Regions from separate parts of the Mus musculus genome. Here region 2 is linked to region 1. Evidence: chromatin contacts called from public HiChIP or PLAC-seq data. All regions are on one chromosome and are shown on one strand. Each heading gives the region's core, a stretch centred on a gene start, on an enhancer-like site or on the middle of the called end of the contact. The rest is flanking DNA. Distances are from core to core; before and after follow the strand shown.

Region 1 (5,055 bases), core at 721-3,220:
CATGCTAGACAAGTGTTCTATTAGCCTGCCACTTTTGAAATTAGTCCTGTCTATTATTGTTAGCACCAGCGAGGTAACAGAGCTATCTGGGTTTCTGCCAGTCACTGCCTTTCTCACCATCTCCAACAGTGGGATGCAGGAGACCCACCATGAAGCCGAGGAGCTGAGGCTCAGAGAGGTGAAGTCACCGGCCAAAATCCAAATGTGGTGATCTGAGTCTTCTCTAAACTTACCCATGTTAGTAAGGTAACCAGTGAGCAGGTAGGCGTCCTTCCCCTGTGCCCATTACTTGATGGGTTCCCAGTTCCATGAGGTTTGTTTGCTGATGACCCCATTTTTCAGATGAGGAAAAGTGAGACACAGAGGTTAGGTTAGCCCTCCAGTAGGCAAGGCTAGATTTGAAGTCATTTCTGTGGTATGCTGCTCACCTCTCCCCACGTCCTCCCCTCAGTCATATATATACCTGCTCGTGTTTATCTCCCTGCCAGCCCCAGCTCTGGAGTTCTGGACCTACCTATTCCAGGCCTAGACCACTAATGAGAGGCAGGAGCTCTGAGGACGCACAGCGATGGGCAGGTCTGTGAACAGGAGCTGTTCAGAGCCATCAGGCTCTAGGCTCTACGGCAGCTGGCCCAGAGCCCTGCTTCCTTCTGCCTCTCTACACCAAAGCCAGCTTACTTCCTCAGCCCAGTCCTTCAGCAGCAGAGACAGCCTTGCCATCTTACTATTCATTCATTATATCTTATAAAGAGCCTACTGTGTACTGACTGTTCTGTAGGCTCACCAGTGAACGATTCAGTCTTAGTCCTGAAACGGAGACTGAAAGCTAATGAGATGCCCTTAGAAAACACGATTTCCCAATGGACATGAAAGTCCATTGACTGGGAAAGAGAGCAAGGGTGTGAAGCTGAGATCTGAAAGATGGTGTGGAAGAACGTTTAAGATAAAAGAAATGACATGGGCCAAAGGATGAGAGGTATGGAGGGGAATCACTCTGCTGAGGTGAAGTGAGGGAGTTCCCACACTTCAGCTTGTGTGCAGGACCTTAAGAAAGTTAGCAGTCCCTAGCTTCCCAGCTCCCAGGGGGATATCCCAGTCTTATCTGCCCCAACCAAGTTATTTCTTCCTGGCTTCCCAAGTACCTTGGGCCTCAGAGGTCTTCAAACTCTTTGTGGAGTTCCTGGTGGCCATCACGGAGTGTCCCATCCTCTCTCAGACTCTTTTTGGGGGGCAGTCAGTACACCAATTAGCACCTTTGTGTTCCTAGCCAGTTGTGTCTAGCTTCAAATCCTGCCTCCAGGACAGCACATCAGAGTATTTTAAGTCTTCTGGAGTGTTGAGTTCCTCATGTCAAATGGGTCGGTATGTTTTTATTTGGCGTTCTTTTGATGTTGTTGAGTGGACTGAACAGAGTACGGCACTTGGTGAAGGCTTAACTAAGAGGTTATTGAGTCCGCATCCCTGAGGACAGGACCTGGTTTGTCTGGCTAGTGGCTCAAGGGCGCAGCAAGATACATGATCAGTGCAGAAGGGTGGATAGATGAAAGGATAATGATGGAATTGAAGGGGAAAAAAGGAAGGAAGAAAAGAAGAGAAAAGAAAAGATGAGAAAAGGAAAGAAAATCATTCGTCTCTGCCTGTAATCTCCGGGCGGTGTATCACACTCTTACCGCTGTGCGCCTCAGTTTCCCCTCTGTCGTTGGGTTGACCCTCGAAGAAAGAGGACGCCAGGCGCAGGCCCAGTACTGCCGGCACCCAATAAGCGCTCAAGGAAGCCTGGCCTCCCGCCTTCTCTGCCCCAGCTCCGGGAGCCGCCAGCTGAGAAACACTACCCACCCCCTTGCTTACACTCCCTCTGCCCATTGTGCGCCTCCGGGCCCAGAGCGCACGTGACTCCACCCAGCCCGCTCCGCTCCGCCCCGCCGTCCCAGCGCGATCTCCAGTTGGTCGCACCAGAGCGCCCCGCCCCCAATCAGGGCGGAGCCCAAGCACCTCGCCCCCTGCTGATCGGGCTCTGGCGTCTGGCGAGGGCTCCGCGGCCGACCCGGCTGGCGCGCAGGCGGAGCCGGGGCGGCGGGGCTGCTGCTGGCTAATTGCACAGGACTGCGGGCCGCGACATGGTCAGCAGGGATGGGCAGAGCAGGCGGGTAGGGGGAAGGGACGCGCCGGATGGATCGGGGTGCGGCGCTGGCGGGTCGGCGCGGCAGATGCCGCGCGCGGGCGGGGGCTCTTTGTCCTCCGCCGCGGGATTGGGACAAAGGAGGTAGCGGGGGGCGGAGGCTGCTTGGCTGGGCATCTGCCCCTCTCCGTGACCCACGGTTCTATGTCCTGCGCGGATCCTCCGGGCTGCCCGGAACACTCACTCCGCATTGACGGGGTTCCTGGCAGCGCCCCAGCGTGGTCAAGATGGGATCGAGGGGAACGGGGGCCCAGGGAAAATCTGGCGCTCGTTTCATTGGTGGGGAGACTGAGGCTGAGCCGCAGCGTTTGGTCCCAGGTCGGGTCGGCAGTGATTGCGCGGCGTGGGCTTGAATGGGTCTCTGGGACCCCCCCCCCAGGGAAAAAAACTGGGGTCAGGCGGACTTGATTTGTCTTCAGCTGTCGTTTCCTCCTCAGCTGTCGCCCCCTGAACAGGCCCCTACTTCCCTAGCGCCTCGCCTTGCTCCTTCGATAGAGTGGGAGAGACGCGGCGTCGCCTGGCACCGCGCCTGCACACCGCCCGCGCTCAGCACGCGGGAGCTGCTGGGACGCTTGTCATTAGTGTCCAGTCCTCTCGACCCAGGTCACCTAGACTATCTCCTAAGGAGGGGTCAAACACAGACTCATTGTGCTCAGCTTTCAGGAGAAAGAAGACAGGTCAGACATATGACGTTTTAGAATCAGGTTTGAAATCGGTTATTTAGGATCGGGGCTTCCTGGGTATCTGCACCTCCACTTTTTAAACTGTGTGACCTTGGGGACCGAGTTAACTTCTCTAAGCTACAGATTATTTGTCAAGTAGGAAGAGCAGTCATTCGGTTCTAGGATTGTTTTGATGCAGAAGTTTTGGAGAGATCCACATGAGATGTTGGAGCTCAAAAGTGTGGCATCAAGGAACTTTTCAGCATCGACTATTATATCACCGCCAGAGTTGTATGGCCAGATGGGACCCTGACGAGTGGGGGCAGAATTCAGGCTTGGACTATGAGATTGCAGCTCACCTCGGGCAGTTCCCAAACTTCTTAGTCTTAGTTTCCTTTCCTGGCATAAGAACTGGGAGTAGGGTGGCATCTGGAGCAGATTTCTCTTCTGGAGGAGGAAGGGGAGGGGAGAGGACAATGGGCACAGCCATGATAGATGTTCCCTTTTCTTTCCTGTTGCTGTTGGTCCTCCATCTAAGCTCTTGGATGGCAGAAGCCCTCGGTGATGGTGCCTTTGGGGTTTGACCAAGCAGAACCCTGAGCAGGAAATACTTCTGGTCTGGGGTCCCCTGAAGAGGACACTTGGAAGGTGGCCTTGCTGGAGGATGGAGCAGTGCAGGAAGCCCCTGGATGTTAGTTGGCCCTGAAAGCAGGGCAGTATTTCTCACTGCCTTGGAGGCCCTGGGAGGTGGAAGCTTTGGATGGAGTGGCAGAGTGGTGCCCAGCTGAGTACAATAGCACTGGTGATGTGCCCAGTTAAGTGATGAGTAGGCAGAGGATGTCCCCAGAGAAGAGGCTATTTGTGACATGGGTCCAGGCCAGGCTTTGTGCCCTGAGGTACAAGAAGTTACAGAGAAAAAGGCAAGACATTAAGAACAGCCTGCTGTGGATAAGAGTGGTGAGAACCTGGCCTGCCTTGTTGCCTTCTGGGTGGGGTGAAAGGTTAGCTTTGGGATCCCATGAAGAGGTAGGGATAACAGACGCCTTTCCAAGGAAGACCTAAAGGAGAGTGTGAATTTTAGGAGACCTCTGCCCAGAGGTCACCACACTGTATGTCATTTTGAGACCAGTGTGTTCTAGGACCAGTTACCCATTGGTCTGGGCCTTGAGAAACCAGGCCCAGCAATTCTCAGCATTGCAGACTGAACTGGCTGTGGTGTGCCCAGACCCACATTGACCAGTGCTCACCTAAAAGTTGTCACTGCAGCTGCTCCCGAACAGGGTACGTGGGATGGTCTGTGGTCTGACCCTGTGCCTCAGTTTCCTCATAAGCAGAATGGGATGATCAAGGCAAGTAGAGAGGAGTAAGGTGGATGTAATGGCATAGCTTTGAGGTGGTCCTGGAACTTCCCTCAGCTGGGTTAAATTATGCCTGACCCATGGGCCTTGGTGAATGAAATGGGGTGGTCAGTGGTTATGCAGAGGGTTGTACAAGCCAGATGCAGGGCATCCCAGCATCCTCTGGGTTCTGCTTCCCTGTTACCACCTACCTTACCCCAAGCATAAAGAATTACCTTGGTTTTCAACCTATGGGTTACAACCCCTTTGGGAGTAGAACAAAACTTTCATATGTGGTTACTTAAGACCACCCGGAACACAGATATTTACATTGTGATTCATAACAGTAGCAAAACTACAGTTACAAAGTAGCAAGGAAAATAATGCTATGGTTGGGGGTGACCGCAACATGAGGAACTGTATTATAAGGTCGCAGCATTAAGAAGGTTGAGAACCACTGAGCTAGCTGTCAGTTAGCTGTCAGACCTGCCATCCTCTACTGCCATGCCTTGGCCCTGCCCTGAACTTGGGTTACATCCTCTATTCCCCATGGCTGCTTCCTAGCAGGCATGGGGACCTGTGAGTAGGCAACTGGGAGAAGTCTGGACTTAGGGAGCTGGCTCAAAAATAGGGTCCTCTGGTTGATCCCATGAGAGCCAGCTCTCTTTCAGCTCATCATCACATGCCTGGCCTTGGTATACTCAGTCAGTCTTTATTGAGTATGTATGCAGTAGAACATAGCTGTGAACTTGAGGGGCAGTGACCTTTTCTTAGTCTCTCGGGAGGGCACAGGCCAGAAGATGACAGCCAGGGTACTACTCTGTAAACCAGAACTGCAGAGAGCTGAGGGCCTTAGGAAAGATGGTGCATGTAGGGG
Region 2 (5,055 bases), core at 1,813-4,312, 48 kb before region 1:
AAACTCTAAGTTCTTTGCCTACATTGCCTTTGGTTTGTGTTTCATCACAGCAATAGGATGCTCCCCTCCCTGACATGTGACTGCCCTTTGTGCCTTTTAACTCCAGCAGGAAGACCGGTGGTCCCCTTCTCCTCCCTGTTCTCCACCTTCCAGCAGCTGCAGAGGTTTGTAGCTCACCTGCCCTCTAATAAAGTTGTCCTCCAGCTTCCGTCTAATATTTTATTTCCACTCTTATATTTTTTTACTAATGAGACTAAGAACCCAAAAGCACGCCCGCTCCTGATTATCCCAGTGTGAGTCTTGCTATATAGCCCAGGCTAGCCTAGAACTCACTGTATAGCCAAGGCTGGACTTGAACTCATGGTAATCCTTCTATTCTGACCTCCCAAGTACTGGGATTACAGGCATGGTGACAGGCCACCACATATAATACCTGTTGGGTTTCAGACCTGGGACAAGCGGCTGAGGACCTAAGACAGCATGTCTACAGTGAGAAGAGCACTGACTGCTCTCCAGAGGTCCTGAGTTCAATTCCCAGCAACCACATGGTGGTTCACAACCATCTGTAATGGGATCCGATGCCCTCTTCTGGTGAGTCTGAAGACAGTGACAGTGTACTCACATATATAAAATAAACAATTTAACAAGTTGGCAAAAGTAAGTTATGAAGGTTGGAGAACATGAAAACTGTAAAAAGTGATAAAAAAGTGACAGGGTGTGTAAGAGGAAAGTGACAGGGTGTGTAAGAGGAAAGTGACAGGGTGTGTAAGAGGAAAGTGACAGGGTGTGTAAGAGGAAAGTGACAGGGTGTGTAAGAGGAAAGTGACAGGGTGTGTGTGTAAGAGGAATGAAAAGCTGCTACAGGAGCTCCCTCTCACTACGCTACTGTTGTAGGAAGACTTCCAGGGTGTTAATGTTCTTGACCAAACTCATTTTACTGTAGCTTTACTATGACTCAAAGGCGTGAGCCTGCTGCTCTTTCTGCAATGTAGATTTGAGATACCGATTACAAACAGCCTAATACTAACATATCTAAAATGCATCTCTTTTTGTGAACTTAAAAGGTTCTGGCAAGCTTCGAGGAATCCATTTGGTTCCACATCTCACAGGTCAAATGGACTCCAATAAGCACTGTTAATCAACAGTCTGTTTCCCCCATCTATTTCTGAGGGTGGGATCTATTTCCCTTTCCATGGTCTTGTCCCCCACCCCCAACCATCAAGACCACGGGCCTAAAAGTTTCAAACATACACCCAAGCAAATTTTTTCTCCCTAAAATCCTTAACTTTATTTCCTACCCCTAACATATATATCTGCCCCAGCATCCTATCAAGTCCCAGTGCTTCCTGGAGACCTGCATCCAGGGCAACTCCGAAGCAGTTACCCACAGGTGCTCCAGTCTAGCCTCACAAAGAGTTCCAACTGGGCCTTTACATCCCTAGACCCAGATGGTCCTGCAGAACTTGGACAGCATCCAACTCTTACCAACCTTGGCCAGCATTCCAGATTTTGGGCCCCCAATAACAATGCCCCAACGTCAGCAGGAAGTAGTCATAGACGATTATGTCATTCTTATTCATTTATTATCGACAAAAGGCTGGGATGTTGTGAGTCAGACCAGGGACAAGGAACTGAGGTGCATATTTAACATACCAAAGTTCTCCCAGCATTCCTCAGTCCCTACCTGTTATGGGGCTTGGCTGGCACACCCTTACATCTACACAGAACCTTCCTCTCGTTGGGCTTCCTCTCACCCAGACACTCCCTCCTAAATAATCCAGACACTTTAGCACTTTAGTTTGCTTTTCCTGCCCTCACCTTTGCATCACTCTTCTTCTTCTTCTTCTTCTTCTTCTTCTTCTTCTTCTTCTTCTTCTTCTTCTTCTTCTTCTTCTTCTTCTTCTTCTTCTTCCTTTTCCTCTTCTTCTTCCTCTTCCTCCTCCTCCTCCTCCTCCACCTTCTTTTGTTTTTTGTTTGTTTGTTTGTTTGTTTTTTCGAGACAGGGCTTTTCTATGTAGCCCTGGCTGTCCTGGAACTCACTTTGTAGACCAGGCTGGCTTCAAACTCAAAAATCCGCCTGCCTCTGCCTCACAAGTGCTGGGATTAAAGGCGTGTGCCACTACCGCCCGGCTTGCATTACTCTTCTTCTCTTCTCTCCTCTTCTCTCCTTTCCTCTCTTTTCCTCCTCCTCCTCCTCCTCCTCCTCCTCCTCCCCCTCCCCCTCCCCCTCCTCTTCCTCCTCCTTCTTCCTCTTCTTCTTTTTCTTCTCTTCTTCTTCTTCTTCTTCTTCTTCTTCTTCTTCTTCTTCTTCTTCTTCTTCTTCCTCTCTCTCTCTCTCTCTCTCTCTCTCTCTCTCTCTCTCTCTCTCTGTCTCTCTCCATGATTTCTCTTCTCTTCCCTTCCCCTCTGTCTCCCTCAGTATGGGGATTTCACTGACTCCCTCCTATGTGGTCAGTGAACTTAACAGAGAGCTGCTTTTACATTTAATTTGGTCTAAATTGGCTCATTTAGTTAGTGGAGATAACTTATCAATATCTAGCTCAATCTGAAGGTCAGATAAACAATTTCTAGTACCACATTTGCCTCCATGTGACATATAATACACTTAAAAAGCCATTTGCTGCCCATCAGACATTTAGGCATAGCTGAGGAATCTAACCTTGCCAGGAAATACCTGTAAATCTGCAGCTAATTAAGAACAAAGTCCCACTCCCCCACGTTGTGGAGACAGCAACACACACACACACAGACACACACACACACACACACACACACGAGTCTCTCTGTGGGCTCATTCCTTCCCCTGATAGTTGTAGAGTCACCAGGTGGCCAGTCACAAAAGGTGGTTAATGCCTGGCATCAACAGGGAAGGATGAGGAGTCTGAGACAGAAGACACCACTTGTTCTGAAGCCAATCTTTCGTAGGTTCTGCCCAGCCCAGACTTCCACCCTGGGCTGCTTCTGAAAGTCAGGTCATGTGACGTTGCAGGATACATGTGACACAGGCATTCGGGGGCTTTTGTGGGGAATCCACTGGAGAGGGCAGGCTCCTCCCTGTCTCTGGACACAAGGGAAACGGGATGGTAATAAGCCCAGGTCTGGCCCCCAAGCTTCAGCAGGCCACACCCTAGTCGTCACACCCACATCTCTGTGATGCTAACCCTGAGAGGGACAGAAGGACATGTTTACAATTCCACTGGAAGCCAGGCTAGATCCAAACGTTCAGCTGATAGCTCTGAGCTGCCCTCCTAGTGGCTTCTCAAGCCTGCAGCCCTGGTCTCTGGAGGCACGCTGGGGTACTTTTAGCTACAAAAGCTGTTCTGCACTGAGCAGCATCAGAGCCTTCCTCCCAGGAGCTACTGTGGCAACCAGACAGGAGCCACCCAAAACACTGCTCCAGCCCCTTTGGCTGTCAGACTATTGAACAATGGTCCCCCCACCCCCAAACTGGAATTTCCCCAGGAATTTCTGGTGGGAGGAAGGGCCGATGCGGGTGCAGCCTGAGGAACTTGTCTCCCAGGAAGAGATTTTACGTGGTTCTGAACTTGTCAGACCACCTTCATGAGGTCCTGGGGCCAAGATGCTCAGAGATGCTCAGCCACGCAGGCATTTAAACCTAACCCTTGGGTCAGGATCCTGAAGGAACCTGGAGGTTGGGGAAGTCACCTCTTCCTGACATGGCCTCATCGCCTATAAACCTCCTGTCTCTGCTGTCCACTGTTCCGCGTCTGTTTGGCCTGTAGAGGATGGGAGGCCCAGCCTAGCATGTGAGGGCTGCCCAGCCCCAGGCTCTGACCCTGACTCCAGTGCCTCTAGCAGCCCAACAAGTTCTTAGCTGTTTGGGCTTTTACAGTGCTGGGGACAGAACGGAGGGCCTTCTCTAGGGCAGGCACTGGCTCTGCCAGGGAGCCACACCTGGTAAAAGAGCCCTCTGGCTGGACATTGGTTCCTGGGAGGTCTCCTGATGAGGGTGCTTCAGAAGCCCCTGGGGGCTGGCAGTCAGGGAAAGCTTCCTGGGGGAGGCTACTCTTTTTTATTTTTTTTGGTTTTTCGAGACAGGGTTTCTCTGTGTAGACCAGGCTGGCCTTGAACTCAGAAATCTGCCTGCCTCTGCCTCCCAAGTGCTGGGATGAAATGCCCAGTTGGGAGGCTACTCTTGACATCTCAACCTTAGTAAAGAGCAAAGGAGCAGCAAGGCTGTTGCCACTGGAGAAAACGGCAAAGCTTTCCTCTCTGGTCCAAGTACAAATGCTGATCCTGTGTACAGATAATGAGCACCACAGCAGCACCGCAGATGCCTGAAGAGTGCTCCTGCTCTGTGAGTGCTCCCGCACTGTGAGTTCTACCATGATTCTTCTGTACAGCATAAACACTGCCTCCTTATTTACCTGTATGTAGTAACCCCGCCCCTTCCACCCAACCCAGCTTCTCTTTGTGTCTGCCTGTGTTTGTCATTTCTTCACATTCTCACAGAGCCCAGTCAGGGCAAGTCCCTGCAGCAGTATGTGCATGTATCACCAAGGTCTGGAGGACCCTGTTGGTGGCTCAGAGCCACCTTGTAACTTCAGAGGACCTGGTGCCTCTACCCCCGTGAGCACCTGGCCTCAGATGCACAGATACATACATATATATGATCCAAGGTAATGAAAGCAAACCTTTCAAAGCCAGGTGTGATGGAACACGCCTGTCATCCTGGCACTCAGGAGGCAGAGGCAGGTAGACTTCCGATCCCCCTGCCTCCACCTCTTGAGTGTTGGGATTACAGGAGTGCACCATCAGGCCTGGCTCAGCTCTTGTCTTTCCCCACCTCTCTTCCCACGCTCACTGGGCCTTCATGGGCCCCTAGCCCTATAACCAAATGTTCCAGATCCTGAGATGCACTCTCAGGCTTACCAGGGAGCCAGGAGGAGAAGCTGAGAAGTCAATGGCTGTTCAGATGAAGTCTGTTTACTCTGGGGAGGAAGGTCAGTGAGCCCCTGATTTTTTTTTCCCACTAAGCCATCTAACTGGCCCCACATTCTCCAAACTTTAATTGTGAGTTCAAATTAAACAATA

Evidence for each region. HiChIP or PLAC-seq counts read pairs in DNA pulled down with a chosen protein or histone mark.
Region 2: a contact with region 1 is called in an HNF4G HiChIP or PLAC-seq map of pancreatic cancer cells. The contact joins the enhancer-like site here to the promoter of Snn in region 1. A contact is called at or near these places in 2 of 39 promoter capture datasets (macrophages and neural stem cells), 1 of 15 datasets of contacts at CTCF or cohesin (the NIH/3T3 cell line), 4 of 484 Hi-C or Micro-C datasets (cardiomyocytes, embryonic stem cells, muscle stem cells and 1 more), 12 of 115 datasets of contacts at active chromatin or transcription factors (the SCID.adh cell line, bone marrow-derived macrophages, effector CD8 T cells and 7 more) and 2 of 9 other capture datasets (adipose tissue and pancreatic islet).

The regions. Positions count from the first base shown.
Region 1 is chr16:11,064,328-11,069,382 of GRCm38.p6, forward strand. It overlaps Snn (stannin), which reads left to right and starts at 1,971. Exons shown (of 2, transcript NM_009223.3): 1 at 1,971-2,120. Gm9861 (a long non-coding RNA gene) reads right to left here and starts at 1,941. Exons shown (of 2, transcript XR_003951968.1): 1 at 1,671-1,941.
Region 2 is chr16:11,014,974-11,020,028 of GRCm38.p6, forward strand. Gm4262 (predicted gene 4262) reads left to right here. Exons shown (of 3, transcript NR_040518.1): 3 at 1-211. Among named protein-coding and RNA genes, the nearest start is that of Gm4262, 8.6 kb to the left of the region's middle. Within about 2 kb of position 3,063, at least 40 of the 459 cell types and tissues checked have an H3K27ac peak or open chromatin away from gene starts, as enhancers often do. A contact at or near this core is called in macrophages, pancreatic cancer cells and trophoblast stem cells, where this site is marked.